Regions from separate parts of the Sus scrofa genome. Here all the other regions are linked to region 3. Evidence: chromatin contacts called from public HiChIP or PLAC-seq data. All regions are on one chromosome and are shown on one strand. Each heading gives the region's core, a stretch centred on a gene start, on an enhancer-like site or on the middle of the called end of the contact. The rest is flanking DNA. Distances are from core to core; before and after follow the strand shown. Region 1 overlaps TAOK3 (serine/threonine-protein kinase TAO3). Region 2 holds the start of PEBP1 (phosphatidylethanolamine-binding protein 1). Region 3 overlaps SUDS3 (SDS3 homolog, SIN3A corepressor complex component).

Region 1 (4,244 bases), core at 447-2,946, 200 kb after region 3:
CAGTGGGTAGCTACCTCATATGTAGTTTTAATACACTCCTCAGTTCTAGCCACTCATAGAGATTAAATCTCTGAATCCAAATTCCTAGGCGAGAAGATAGATTGATTCAGTCTGCTGTAAGGTCAGAATATACTTCAGTAAATGTCTGTTATAGCCTCCTGTTAGTCTTAGCAAGTTGAGGACTGAGTCATGGCTTAATAAACATTTTTATGTACCCAGAGCACATGGTTCAGATCTTTGATGTAGTGCAGTTCAGGAAATATTCTTGAACTGGTGAATGAAAATTTTCACCCAACCTCCTCCTCCCTCTTTTTTTTTTTTTTTCTAGTTTCCTTTCCTTCCCCCTTTGACAAAAGAGAGAAAGAAAGACATGAGTAAACTAGAAGGAGCAAAATGATTAGATCTAGAAATGACCAAACAGACTGTAATGGAAAAGATGAATGGGGCGAGATCTCATCTGCTTTTTTCCCAGCAAGCCCTGAACTCTGAGATTTTTAAAAACAGACTTGGCCTACTTCTGAAACATGCAAAAACGTGTTTCCCAGAAAACTAGGAACTTTGTGGACATTATCAGTTTAATCCAGTGATTCTCAACTTTGTATTAGATCCATCTGGAAAACTCTTAAAACTGTTGCCATCAGGGAGTTCCCTGGTGGCTCAGTGGATTAAGGATCCAGTGTTGTCCCTGCTGGATAGGTTTGACCCCTGGCCTAGGAATTTCCACATGCTGCAGGTGCAGCAAAACAAACAAACAAAAAACCCAAAAAAGTTTTGACATCTAGGCCCCATTCCAAACAGTTATCAGAATTTCAGGTTATGGGACTCAGGTATCTTACATTTTAAAAGCTTCATTATGTGATTTTCATGCGCAGCCAGCTAGAATTCAGAACCCGTGGCCTAATTGAAGGAACATTTAGACTCATGCATAGTATGACGTAGTTAAAGTTCCCAGTAGCCCTGTGAGGTAAGAAGGGGTCAAGTAGAATTAATCCCATTTTCCAGATGGTGGCTGTGACATTGCCTGCCTTGTGGTGAACTCACAAATAGAACCTCAGTTTCCAGGGATTGTTCTAATCTCATTAAGCCATGCTGCCAAAGGCTAACGGGCTCAAGTTAACTGGGCCCAGTTAAGAGTGCTATGCCTTGCCAACCCTCCCTGAGTTGTGCCTTCCTTCCAGTTCATCTCATTCATCTCTCTCGGTGTATCTTTTGTTCCTGAATGCAGGAACTAAATAAAAAGAGGACCCAGAAGGAGATGGAGCATGCCATGCTGATCCGGCACGATGAGTCCACTCGAGAGCTGGAGTACAGGCAGCTGCACACGTTACAGAAACTCCGCATGGATCTGATCCGGCTACAGCACCAGACTGAACTGGAAAACCAGCTGGAGTACAATAAGAGGCGAGAAAGGGAACTGCACAGAAAGCATGTCATGGAACTTCGGCAACAGCCAAAAAACTTAAAGGTAAAAGGAAATTTCCCTGTTTGTGCTCTGGGACACAGCTAGCCTGGACCAGTGGTTCTTACACCTAGATGACAGGCACCCAGACAGTTTTGTAACATTACAGATTTCAAGGCCCCACATCTACTAAATTAGAATTTCCAAACATGAAGTAGAAGAGTCGGGGTATAACAAACTCCTAAAGAGATGTTGCTGGGTGGCATGATCTCATTTTTCCTTTGTATCCCTTGTGCAATTTTTTTGACCCCTTCCTGACCTTCCCTCTCTAGTTAGGACACTTGAACTGAGATCAGCCCATAGTTCTAATCCCAGGAAATGAAACAGCTACCTGGCAGGAATATAGCAGATAAATTTTATCAGTCATGCCAGTCAGATTATTGGTTGTAGCTACCTTGACTGCTATTGTATTGAGAAAGATTCTAAAGCCACATCGAAGCTTAGCAGGGAAGATAGTGATTTATTAGTGACATCTGTCGGGGGCCTGGGATTTAAGAGTGACATGCCAGGCGTGTATTAGCCCTGCACTAGAGATATGGAACTCCTTTGGCTCTCAGTCCCTCCAGAGAATTATAGCTGGCTGCTAATCAACAAGCTGTATGGATTAAGCCATTGCTATATGTCAAGGGGGTTATTGTCACTGTTGACAGAGATTAAGGCCTACCTCAACCACGCTGGTCATGTTCTTCTCTAGCCAGATCCTAAGCTGTCTAATTAGTGATCCTTGTCATCAAAACTTCTCCATGTGTTCATGAAACGTATGAACCTGATGAAGTGCCTGCTGAACTTAAAATAATACATCCCACCCTGTCCTATGCACATTTGATATTGTAATATGCGGGTAGTGGAAATGGGTTGTGATATAAAGTACAGTTCAGGGAGTTCCCATTGTGGTGCAGCCAAAATGAATCTGACTAGTATCCATGAGGATATGGGTTCAATCCTTGGCCTCGCTCGGTGGGTTGGGGATCCAGCGTTGCCATGAGCTATGATGTAGGTCAGAGACTCAGCTCAAATCCCACATTGCTGTGCCTGTGGTGTAGGCCAGCAGCTATAGCTCCAGTTCAACCCCTAACCTGGGAGCTTCCATATGCCTCAGGTGTGGCCCTTAAAAAGCTAATTAATTAATTAAATAAAATATAGTCCAATGTTCTGCTTTATTGATTTTTTGAAGAAGCAGAGAAGTGAGAAATGGTTTGTACATTGTCATCCCCTTTCTTACTTGGAAATAGGGAAGGACGGTCAAAAAGTTGGGGGGAGAAGGCAACAAACAATAAAAGATACTGAATATTTTGATTAGGAAACCGTTAAAACAATGAGCAAGCTTTTAACAAACTAAGCTTCATAGTATTCCACAATCTTCTTACAGTTGTGATTCCCCTTATAACAGTTCATTTTTAAAAATCTATTTGTAAATTCAAAACGGCTTCTATTCATTTAATATAAAAACCAAAAAGTAGGAGTTCCCATCGTGGCTCAGCAGAAACGAATCCGACTAGGAACCATGAGGTTGCGAGTTCAACCCCTGGCCTCGCTCAGTGAGTTAAGGATCCAGCGTTGCCATGAGCTGTGGTGTAGGTCACAGACATGGCTCGGATCTGGCGTTGCTATGGCTGTGGTGTAGGCCAACAGCTACAGCTCTGATTAGACCCCTAGCCTGGAAACCTCCATATGCCGTGGGTGCAGCCCTCAAAAAATGACAAAAGACAAAATAAAAAATAATAATAATGAATAAATTTTTTAAAAAATTAAAAAACAGAACAAAAATATTGGTCAAGTTTACCCTTGTCTGTGACATATGTGTTATTTTCATTGTTATTGACTGGTAATGTGGGTCACTGCACAAAAGACAGTTGGTCCCAGCACTTATTTTGTATCATGAGATTGAAAGACTTTCTTCATTTACTCATGTGTCTTTATTTTCCTTTTGTCACTTTTTTCTGTACAGGCCATGGAAATGCAAATTAAAAAACAGTTTCAGGACACTTGCAAAGTACAGACCAAACAGTATAAAGCACTCAAGAATCACCAGTTGGAAGTTACTCCAAAGAATGAGCACAAAACAATCTTAAAGACACTGAAAGATGAGCAGACGCGAAAACTTGCCATTTTGGCAGAGCAGTATGAACAGAGTATAAATGAAATGATGGCCTCTCAAGCGGTAAGTGGTTAGGTTTGGTGCCACGGCTTCAAGAGCTTTGGGAATCAAGAAAATTCAAGATCCAGCCTTTTGGTCCCAAGATGATTCTTGCTCACATTTAGGATATTGGTGTTTTTCTGCCCAAAGAACTGAAGGAAATGACGACGCTGAATAAAGCCAAGCCAGTCCGGATACTTGCTGGAGTGTGTCTTATAAGATGGAACTCAAGGAATAATGTGCTAAATCAGACCTGTGGCACATAGGGACTTTGAGGGCAAGATGTGATAGATACCGCATGTAATATCATGCTTTCATTCATCAGAAATTGCACAGCTAATGTCAGGCACAAATGAACATGACACACAGACACATTCACTTGGTAAACTTCTACAAAGCATCTGTGTTCAGCACTCTGCTGGGCTCAGAGATAGAGTGATGAGCTAGAGAGACAACAGTGGTCCCTGTTCCTCACCTTTTTATTAGTCAAGTTAGGAGGTCAGATAATTAAGCAATAAAAATAAAATATAAAAGTGCTTTGAAGTGGGAGTGCCAGGGGCTATGGGAGGAACAGCTAAACTGGTCTAGGGAAGAGTTCCCACAAGAGCCAAGAAGCTTGAAGGAAATTACTGAAATAAACAGGTTCCA
Region 2 (4,380 bases), core at 975-3,474, 230 kb after region 3:
CTGAAATCTGAACTTCACTTAAATTCATAGAGTATTACTGTTCTTCAATTTTTCCCCCATTCCTTTAAAAACATTAAAGTCAATCTTAGCTTGTGGGGCTGTACAAAAACAGGTCTGAGGCAGATCTGGCTCTCAGCCATAGTTTCTAAACTCTCACTCTATGGAGTAAAAGGGAGAGAAACAGAAATGTACACTCAGGCTGAGGCATGGATATGCACACCCAAAACCAAGTCTATTTCTCCCACCACAGCATGTCCAGCAAGGGACTTGGTGCAAGAAGCCCCATGTCACATGTGGATGACCTGATGTTCCCCATCTTTTCCCAACTTGCCTGTATTTGGGGTCCTTCCTGCTGGGAGCATCCGGGTCTGTCAAGACCAAGGTGTAGAGTTTATCTGGATTCAGTCCATCCCATGTAATGCTGGTGGGCCTGCTCTTAACCTGTAGGAAGGAATGGATTTGAAATTTATTTATTTATGTATTTATATATATATATATATTTTTTATGTCTTTTTGTCTTTTGTTGTTGTTGTTGTTGCTATTTCTTGGGCCGCTCCCGCGGCATATGGAGCTTCCCAGGCTAGGGGTTGAATCGGAGCTGTAGCCACCGGCCTACGCCAGAGCCACAGCAACGCAGGATCCGAGCCGAGTCTGCAACCTACACCACAGCTCATGGCAACGCCGGATCATTAACCCACTGAGCAAGGGCAGGGACCGAACCCACAACCTCATGGTTCCTAGTCGGATTCGTTAACCACTGCGCCACGACGGGAACTCCCGATTTGAAATTTAAAAGTCAGAAATGCTGAAGAAATCAATACTCTTTTTTTGACCTCATATTCCTCAAAGGTCAAGCAGAATAAATTGTTAATAAAAACTCAAGTGTACTGACGCTACTAAGGAGCTGAAGTTTAATATACGTTATTTATTTTAGTCTCGACAACACTATGGGGCTAATATCCTAGCATGTTATTAACAGAAAGAGATGGGTCAGGATTTAAACCCTGATACTGAGTTCTCTCAAGTACAACCTGAAATAACAGGATCTTTAGATTGCTGACACATTTCCTAGGGCCTGCTAAAGTGAAATCTGAATTAACTGGATGTTTAAAAATGCAGAGAAAATGAGAAAGCCGAGACGGGCAGACGTGAACAGTGAGTCCGGGAAAGAGAGGCTGTGAGATGGACACTTTATATTTAAACAACAAATTCTAAACATTTAAACCAATAAACCACCCGAGCAGTTTATTCACACCGTTGCCTCGGAGCTTCTAGACCAACAGCTTGCCACAATGTCAGGATTCTCCACTCCAGAAGCAGCCAGAATCAGGCTGCGCTTCAGCCTTGGGCGTCAAAGGCCAAACGGTAAATAAAGCAAGGCGGTTACCCTCGAGCCTTCCAGCTGCGGAACGTACTTACTTTGGGTGGCTTCAGGCCACAGATCGCTAAAACAAAGGACGATCGCCGAGAACTGCCGAATACTGGTTACATAATGCGTCATATGCCCTCGGGTGGAGCTCTTACTCCCGAAATTAAGGCCTAAAACCCCCTGGCCCTAGGGGAGGCTCTGGGGGCTTGTGGGCAGCCACTGACCTCTCCCGCCGGCGACTGCTCTCTCCCCGCCCCTACCCCAGCGATCTAGGTTGTCTCCAGACCTACGCCACTGCCAGCTCCTCGAAATCTCCAGGAAAATAGATCCATTTCCCCTGCAGGCCGTGCCCCGCCCTCCACGTGCCGGATTCCCGGGGCCCGGAAGGTCCGCAAACCTGCGGCACGGGAACCGCGACCCCCTTTCCTCGGTGGATCCGCCGCACGGAAGCTGGAACTTCCTCCTCACACCCGCTGGGTCCCCGCTCTGCCGGCCTGAGGGCCTGCCGGCCTCAGACAGCTGTACCCCCTCCGACTCGGGTACCTGGGTAGGTGTCAGCACTTTGCCCAGCTCGTCGACCTCAGCCCCGCCGTATTTGACCTGCAGCGGGTGCTGTGGCCGCTCGTCCACTTCCTGCAGGCTCAAGGGCCCGGACCACTTGCCGAGGTCCACTGGCATCGCAGGGTCGAGCGGGGCGCAGTGCAGGAAGAGCAGCAGAAGTAACACGCAGCGAAGCTGCACTGGGCTCAAAGCGCTTTCCAAATTGGACGGAGGCAACGCTGGTCAAGAGGCCCTGGAGCGCATGCGCTTGAGCAGCGCCCCGCCCCGCTCCTCCAGTCGCTGGCAAGGGTGGGCCTCATTGTGCCCTCTGATTGGTCGAGCCCGGATCGTCCGGCGCGCCAGGTCAATGCAGCAGGATTGGCCTTTCTTTTTGCAAGAAGGCGCTTGCAACCTGCCACCCGCGGTGTTCCCAAACACTGTGCCAGAGCTTGCAGAACTCTTTTTTCAAGATGTACATTTGAGCTATCTTTAATTTTTTTAAAAACCTTTTTGCATGGTTTTTTGCTCCACTTTTCTAAACGCAGAAATGGTAAGGCCTTGCTTTTCTTTTGCATTTCTTAAAACAAGTGTCATTGCACAGCCGCGCTGTATTTCGCGCATGCTCACTGGTTTCCGAAAACTGGGAGAGGACCTAAGGTAACTTTTGAGCATTTTTTCCCCAACAAATATATTTGCACATATATTTGATCCCCCTACACCCACTGGATCCAGACAAGATTCCTGGGAAATGATGGGGTGGTTTTTTCTTTTTTAGTTGTTATTTGTTATTTGAGGGAAAAAATTTTAACCTGTCTATCCAGTTCAATAAGGATGAAGTTAGCCACTGCAGTCCCCATTCTACAATACACCGTGAATGGAATTCAAAACAAGAAGAGAATGAGGCACTCCGGTTTGGAAGAAAAAGGCAAAACACTCAGATATACTCCAGGAGAATTTTTTTTATGAATCCAGATTCTTTCCTCTTCCCATACTTAGAAAAGCACTAAGCTCGTGAACTGAAATATCTGCTCCCAGTGACTAGTAGCAACCTTCTACCAAGATGGATGCTTGATTGAATGTACCCCTTAGTCAAAAAATGTGCAGGAGTTCCCATCGTGGCTAGTGGTTAATGAATCCGACTAGGAACCATGAGGTTGCAGGTTCAATCCCTGGCCTTGCTCAGTGGGTTAAGGATCCAGTGTTGCCTTGAGCTATGATGTAGGTTGCAGACGCGGCTCGGATCCCGAGTTGCTGTGGCTCTGGCGTAGGCCTCCGGCGGCTACAGCTCCAATTCAACCCCTAGCCTGGGAACCTCCATATGCCGCGGAAACGGCCCAAGAAATGGCAAAAAGACCCCCACCACCACCCCGCGCACGCAAAAATAAAAGTACATATCCTGGCCCCCTACCTCTTTCAAGCAGTTCCTCAGAGCTATCTGAAAGGGAGCCTCTGTCTTCAGTAGTCCTTAGTAAGACACGAAATAAAACTCAACTTACAGTTGTTATGTTGTGCAGTTTTTTGTTTTTAGTTGACAAACCATAGTTACTAGGCCTACTTTGTTGACAAGTGACTCTGCCTCAAAACTGCTCTCCCTGTGGCCACCAATTTCTTTTTATTATATATGACTGGCACTATTTAAATCCAGTCCTTATCTAATTTGACCTTAGGACAGCCTTTGAGTTTAATAATTCTGACCAGGTAATAAAAAGTTGTCTGTTGTTTTTATTTCCTCTAGGAAATAATACAAGTTCATTGTAGAAAATTCAGATTTAAAAACCCGTAGAAGTAAATAAAAACTGCTTCTATTCCACTACTTGGACATAAACAATGGTAACAATTTGGAGTATATCTTTCAAATTTTAAAGTTAGAAGTATAAATAATTTTGTTCTGTTTATTCACCAAAAAAACCGCACTTACTATATACCTTTGTAGAATATCTATCTGTATGGCAAATAGATCTTCATTAATTCAATGGCTTAGTCTATTCTAGATGCACCAGAATTTATTTATTCAACAAACTTCTTGATGTTGGACATTTATGCTGTTTTATCATTTTTTCACTTTACAAATATCACTGAAATAAGTGTATGTATGTTTTAGAAAAATTTTATTAGGGGCTAGCTAGGTCAAAGATTACTTTTTTTTTTTTTTTTTGGTCTTTTTGTCTTTTCTAGGGCCGCACCCGAGGCATATGGAGGTTCCCAGGCCAGGGGTCTAATTGGAGCTGTACCCACCGGCCTACACCACAGCCACAGCAACTTGGAATCTGAGCCGTGCGTGTCTGCGACCAATACCACAGCTCATGGCAACACTAGATCCTTAATCCACTGAGCAAGGGCAGGGACCGAACCCGCAACCTCATGGTTCCTAGTTGGATTCGTTAACCACTGTGCCACGATGGGAACTCCCAAGACTATGTACTTTAAAAGGATGAATTACAGCTGGTTAAGTGTCTGTTTAAGTCCAGATT
Region 3 (3,821 bases), core at 1,320-3,819:
CTCTTCGTTCTCCCTCCCCCGCTACTCACCTGGGGCCTCTTCTCCCCCCACTAACAAGGTTGCCTGCTCGCTGGCATCTATTCCACACTGTGTGAAACTGCTCCCGTATCACTACAACTGCAGATGCCTTTTAAAATTTTACAATCAGTGGAAACAAGCTGGACACATCTTTTCCTTCATTCGGGAGAACTGGCTCTCTAAACCACCTTTCACTGGGGAAAGCTTGGAAACTTTGTCAGTCTTGGCTTAAGCTTCTCGTCAGCCTCTTACAGCCCTTTGTTTTTCAAGAGATCTTCATGTTGAACCCGAAAAGGAGAGCTTAAGAAATAACGTTCCCAGACAGAGCCAGGCCACACTGAGACTGGGCATCAACCCACAAAGGTGAAATAAGTCACTCATTGAGGGGAGGGAAATGGGCCTTTAAGCCAAGTTCACAGCAGCACCATCTGTGGAAACGCTCATTACCCTTCCAGCTCCAGCGCCTCCTCCTCCACACTCCATCATTACCTTGGCAGTGCTTTCCACACCAAGGGTACCAAACGGCTTGAGGAAGGACATTGGTACCTTTAACGCCCATGGCTAGCTTTAAGCACGTCTGTAATCTATTTTACGTGTCACAAGCGACTTCCCCACAGTTATCTGTCTTTTCTGCCCTGGCAGGCTTGGCCTCTCAAGTCACTGAGGACGCCTCCTGTTTCTGTTAAGGTTCCGGCTGTAAAACTGCCTGGCCAAACAATGTCTATCGCTTGTCAATAACCAGGATGTCAAATGACAGGTGAGGTGACTGCAGCCTTCCTTGCAGATGGAAAGGGAACAGCTATAAACTGACAATATTTCCCACCGGCCTAATGAAGGCTCAGAGCATCTGGTGGCTCTAGCAGAGAGCGATGAGGCATCCATGCCAGCCAGAGCCACTGTCAGAGAAGACGGTGTACAGGTCAGAAAACAGGCAGGCCAACTGGTACTGGATAAGGTACCACTGCACTTGCCATTTAAATAAAAAGACATTTCAACAAAAACAAGACGGGCTGTTCTGAAGATGCTATTTCAGCATCCTTTCTCACCAAACCACATTTCTGAGCCCTGTCAGTGGCCTTCAAGGAATTCATTCCTTCTGCCATGACTTTTTAAATTTTTTTATAATGATTTTTATTTTTCCATTATACCTGGTTTACAGTGTTCTGTCAATTTTCTACCTCACACCAGTCAGAATGGCCATCATTATAAGTCCACAAATAACAAATGCTGGAGGGGGTATGGAGAAAAGGGAACTCTCCTGTACTTTTGGTGGGAATACAGATTGGTACAACCACTATGGAAAACAGTATGGAGGTACCTTAGAAAACTACATATAGAATACCATATGACCTAGCAATCCCACTCCTGGGCATATATCCGACAAAACTTTCCTTGAAAAAGACATGTGCACCCACATGTTCATTGAAGCACTATTCACAATAGCCAAGACATGGAAACAACCCAAATGTCCATCGACAGATGACTAGATTAAGAATATGTGGTATGTATACAATGGAATACTACTCAGCCATAAAAAAGAAAAAATAATGCTGTTTGCAGCAACATGGATGGAACTAGAGACTCTCATGCTAAGTGAGGCAAGTCAGAAAGAAAAAGACAAATACCACATGATATCACTTATATCCGGAATCTAATATATGGCACAAATGAACCTTTCCACAGAAAAGAAAATCATGGACATGGAGAACAGGCTTGTGGTTGCTGAGGGGGACGGAATGGGATGGATTGGGAATCTGGGGTTAATAGATGCCATGACTTTCAATGTGCTGGTTATCAGAGGAGAGATTTTTCAAGAGTCAGACTCCTACTTTAGACACAACCACATGATCAACAGTGTATAATGGGGACCAGAGCTAGAGGTCTATGTCAGCTGAAGGACCACACTGTCACAGCACCAGAAACAGAGGGGACATACAGCTCTTAACTGTTAGTTTTAGCTTCAAAGTCAGCCTTAAGGGCATATATAACAACAGGTATTTAGAGACCCCCTACAAAAATCAGACAGCCTTAACACCTTCTGAACAAGACTGTAAGAGTTCAATTTTGGGGTGCACAGAAGGCAGGACACTTACATATCCAAGTGGCAAACTCACTACTAACATGCCTTGCAATATTTGCTGATGAAAATTTTGCCAAGTTCTAAAATAGCTAGTTCCTGGAGTTCCCGTTGTGGCTTAGTGGTTAACGAATTTGACTAGGAACCATGAGGTTGCAGGTTTGGTCCCTGGCCTTGCTCAGTGGGTTAAGGATCTGGCGTTGCCGTGAGCTGTGGTGTAGGTCACAGATGCGGCTCAGATCCCGCGTTGCTCTGGCTCTGCCGTAGGCTGGCAGCTACAGCTCTGATTAGACCCCTAGCCTGGGAACCTCCATATGCCATGGGAGTGGCCCAAGAAATGGCAAAAAGACAAAAAAAATAAATAAAAAAAATAAAATAAAATAGCTAGTTCCAGCCAACTCCTGGCCTGTATCCTTCTAGGAGTCATCAGTCTACATATGGCAAGAGAGGAGTCACCCCACGCTGCTTCTCCCTTAATCCTGCCTACACCCTGCTGAGTTCCCCCACGCAGATGACTAAATCCTAGAAGACCTGGGAGGGACTAGCTCTGAGTCTAATGCAACTTTACTACCTTTACAAGAGAACAGCTGAACTTAGCTACTCCAGCTGAATTGCTACCAACCCTTTCTGAGATGTTCACAGTAACACCTGGGGCAAACGGATCTAAGAGCAAAGATGATACAGCCAAAGCCTCTGTTCTCAGATCTAGGTCAAAGGAAGACAATGCCTTTTCTGTAACGAAGGCAGACTGAAACAGACAAGAAGATTTCCCGCCACCAAAGAGGAACTTGTGAACATAACCAAGACAGGAATGGTGGCCAACCCAGGAATTACATTAAATACTGCAGAAGCCCGAGGCTGCAGTCACTATTAAAGGTCTACCATTTAACTTGCCCAACACCTGCTCTAGACAGGGCCCTGTCCTAGTCTCTCATACTTCCAACCACAGACAGATATGATCAGCTTCATTTTATAGAGGGGGAAATAGGCTTGGAGAGGTTAAGTGGCTTGATTAAAGTCACACAGCCAATGCTAGACAGAGCTAGAACTCTGACCACCACTACAAAGCCTACCCTCTTTACAGCTTATTTGCTCTGATAAAGAACCAAGATGTCTGGAGTTCCCTTCGTGGCTCAGTGGTTAATGAATCCAACTAGGAACCATGAGGTTTCGGGTTGGATTCCTGGCCTTGCTCAGTGGGTTAAGGATCTGGCACTGCCGTGAGCTGTGGTGTAGGTTGCAGACATGGCTCGGATCTGGTGTTGGCCAGCAGCAACAGCTCCGACTGGACCCCTAGCCTGGAAACCTTCATAGGGTGCGGTCCTAGAAAATACGCACATACACAAAAAGAACCAAGATGTCAGACAGGAGTCAGCACTGGGGCCCCGCTTTCCCCCCTAGGGTCTCCCAAGACCCTGACCTGTGGTGCCTTCTTACCTCCAGTCAGTTCCATAGTTAGCTTTTCATTTTCGATCATCTTCTTCTTTTCTTCTAGCTCAGCGATCAGGTTCTCCTTCAGCTCAACCTTCTTGTCTTCAAATTCTTTCACTGCTGCCTTCTTTTCTTTGATATAATTTCTCTCCACTTGTTCAGTCTGAGCAAAAGAAAAACACAGGCTAGGGCTACAAGACCCTGGCAGCCAGGACTCCAACCCAAAGTCTGGCTCTGGGCTCAGGCGCAAGGAAAATACTGAAATTATACCAAGCAAAATTCAGACATACACCCA

The links. HiChIP or PLAC-seq counts read pairs in DNA pulled down with a chosen protein or histone mark.
Region 1: an H3K27ac HiChIP or PLAC-seq map of alveolar macrophages shows a contact between it and region 3. The contact joins two enhancer-like sites. A contact is called at or near these places in 4 of 5 promoter capture datasets (fetal liver, liver and skeletal muscle), 25 of 47 Hi-C or Micro-C datasets (alveolar macrophages, blood, brain and 13 more) and 2 of 2 datasets of contacts at active chromatin or transcription factors (alveolar macrophages and skeletal muscle).
Region 2: an H3K27ac HiChIP or PLAC-seq map of alveolar macrophages shows a contact between it and region 3. The contact joins the promoter of PEBP1 here to the enhancer-like site in region 3. A contact is called at or near these places in 1 of 5 promoter capture datasets (fetal skeletal muscle), 3 of 47 Hi-C or Micro-C datasets (embryonic fibroblasts, heart right ventricle and liver) and 2 of 2 datasets of contacts at active chromatin or transcription factors (alveolar macrophages and skeletal muscle).

Annotation. Positions count from the first base shown.
Region 1 is chr14:34,500,230-34,504,473 of Sscrofa11.1, forward strand. TAOK3 (serine/threonine-protein kinase TAO3) reads left to right here. Exons shown (of 21, transcript XM_001924400.7): 18 at 1,226-1,465; 19 at 3,408-3,620. Among named protein-coding and RNA genes, the nearest start is that of PEBP1, 28 kb to the right of the region's middle. Within about 2 kb of position 1,697, at least 3 of the 83 cell types and tissues checked have an H3K27ac peak or open chromatin away from gene starts, as enhancers often do. A contact at or near this core is called in alveolar macrophages, where this site is marked.
Region 2 is chr14:34,528,014-34,532,393 of Sscrofa11.1, forward strand. PEBP1 (phosphatidylethanolamine-binding protein 1) reads right to left here and starts at 2,225. Exons shown (of 4, transcript XM_003132890.3): 1 at 1,913-2,225; 2 at 332-441. The coding sequence starts at 2,047.
Region 3 is chr14:34,302,337-34,306,157 of Sscrofa11.1, forward strand. It overlaps SUDS3 (SDS3 homolog, SIN3A corepressor complex component), which reads right to left. Exons shown (of 12, transcript NM_001243408.1): 6 at 3,533-3,689. Among named protein-coding and RNA genes, the nearest start is that of SUDS3, 13 kb to the right of the region's middle. Within about 2 kb of position 2,570, at least 3 of the 83 cell types and tissues checked have an H3K27ac peak or open chromatin away from gene starts, as enhancers often do. A contact at or near this core is called in alveolar macrophages, where this site is marked.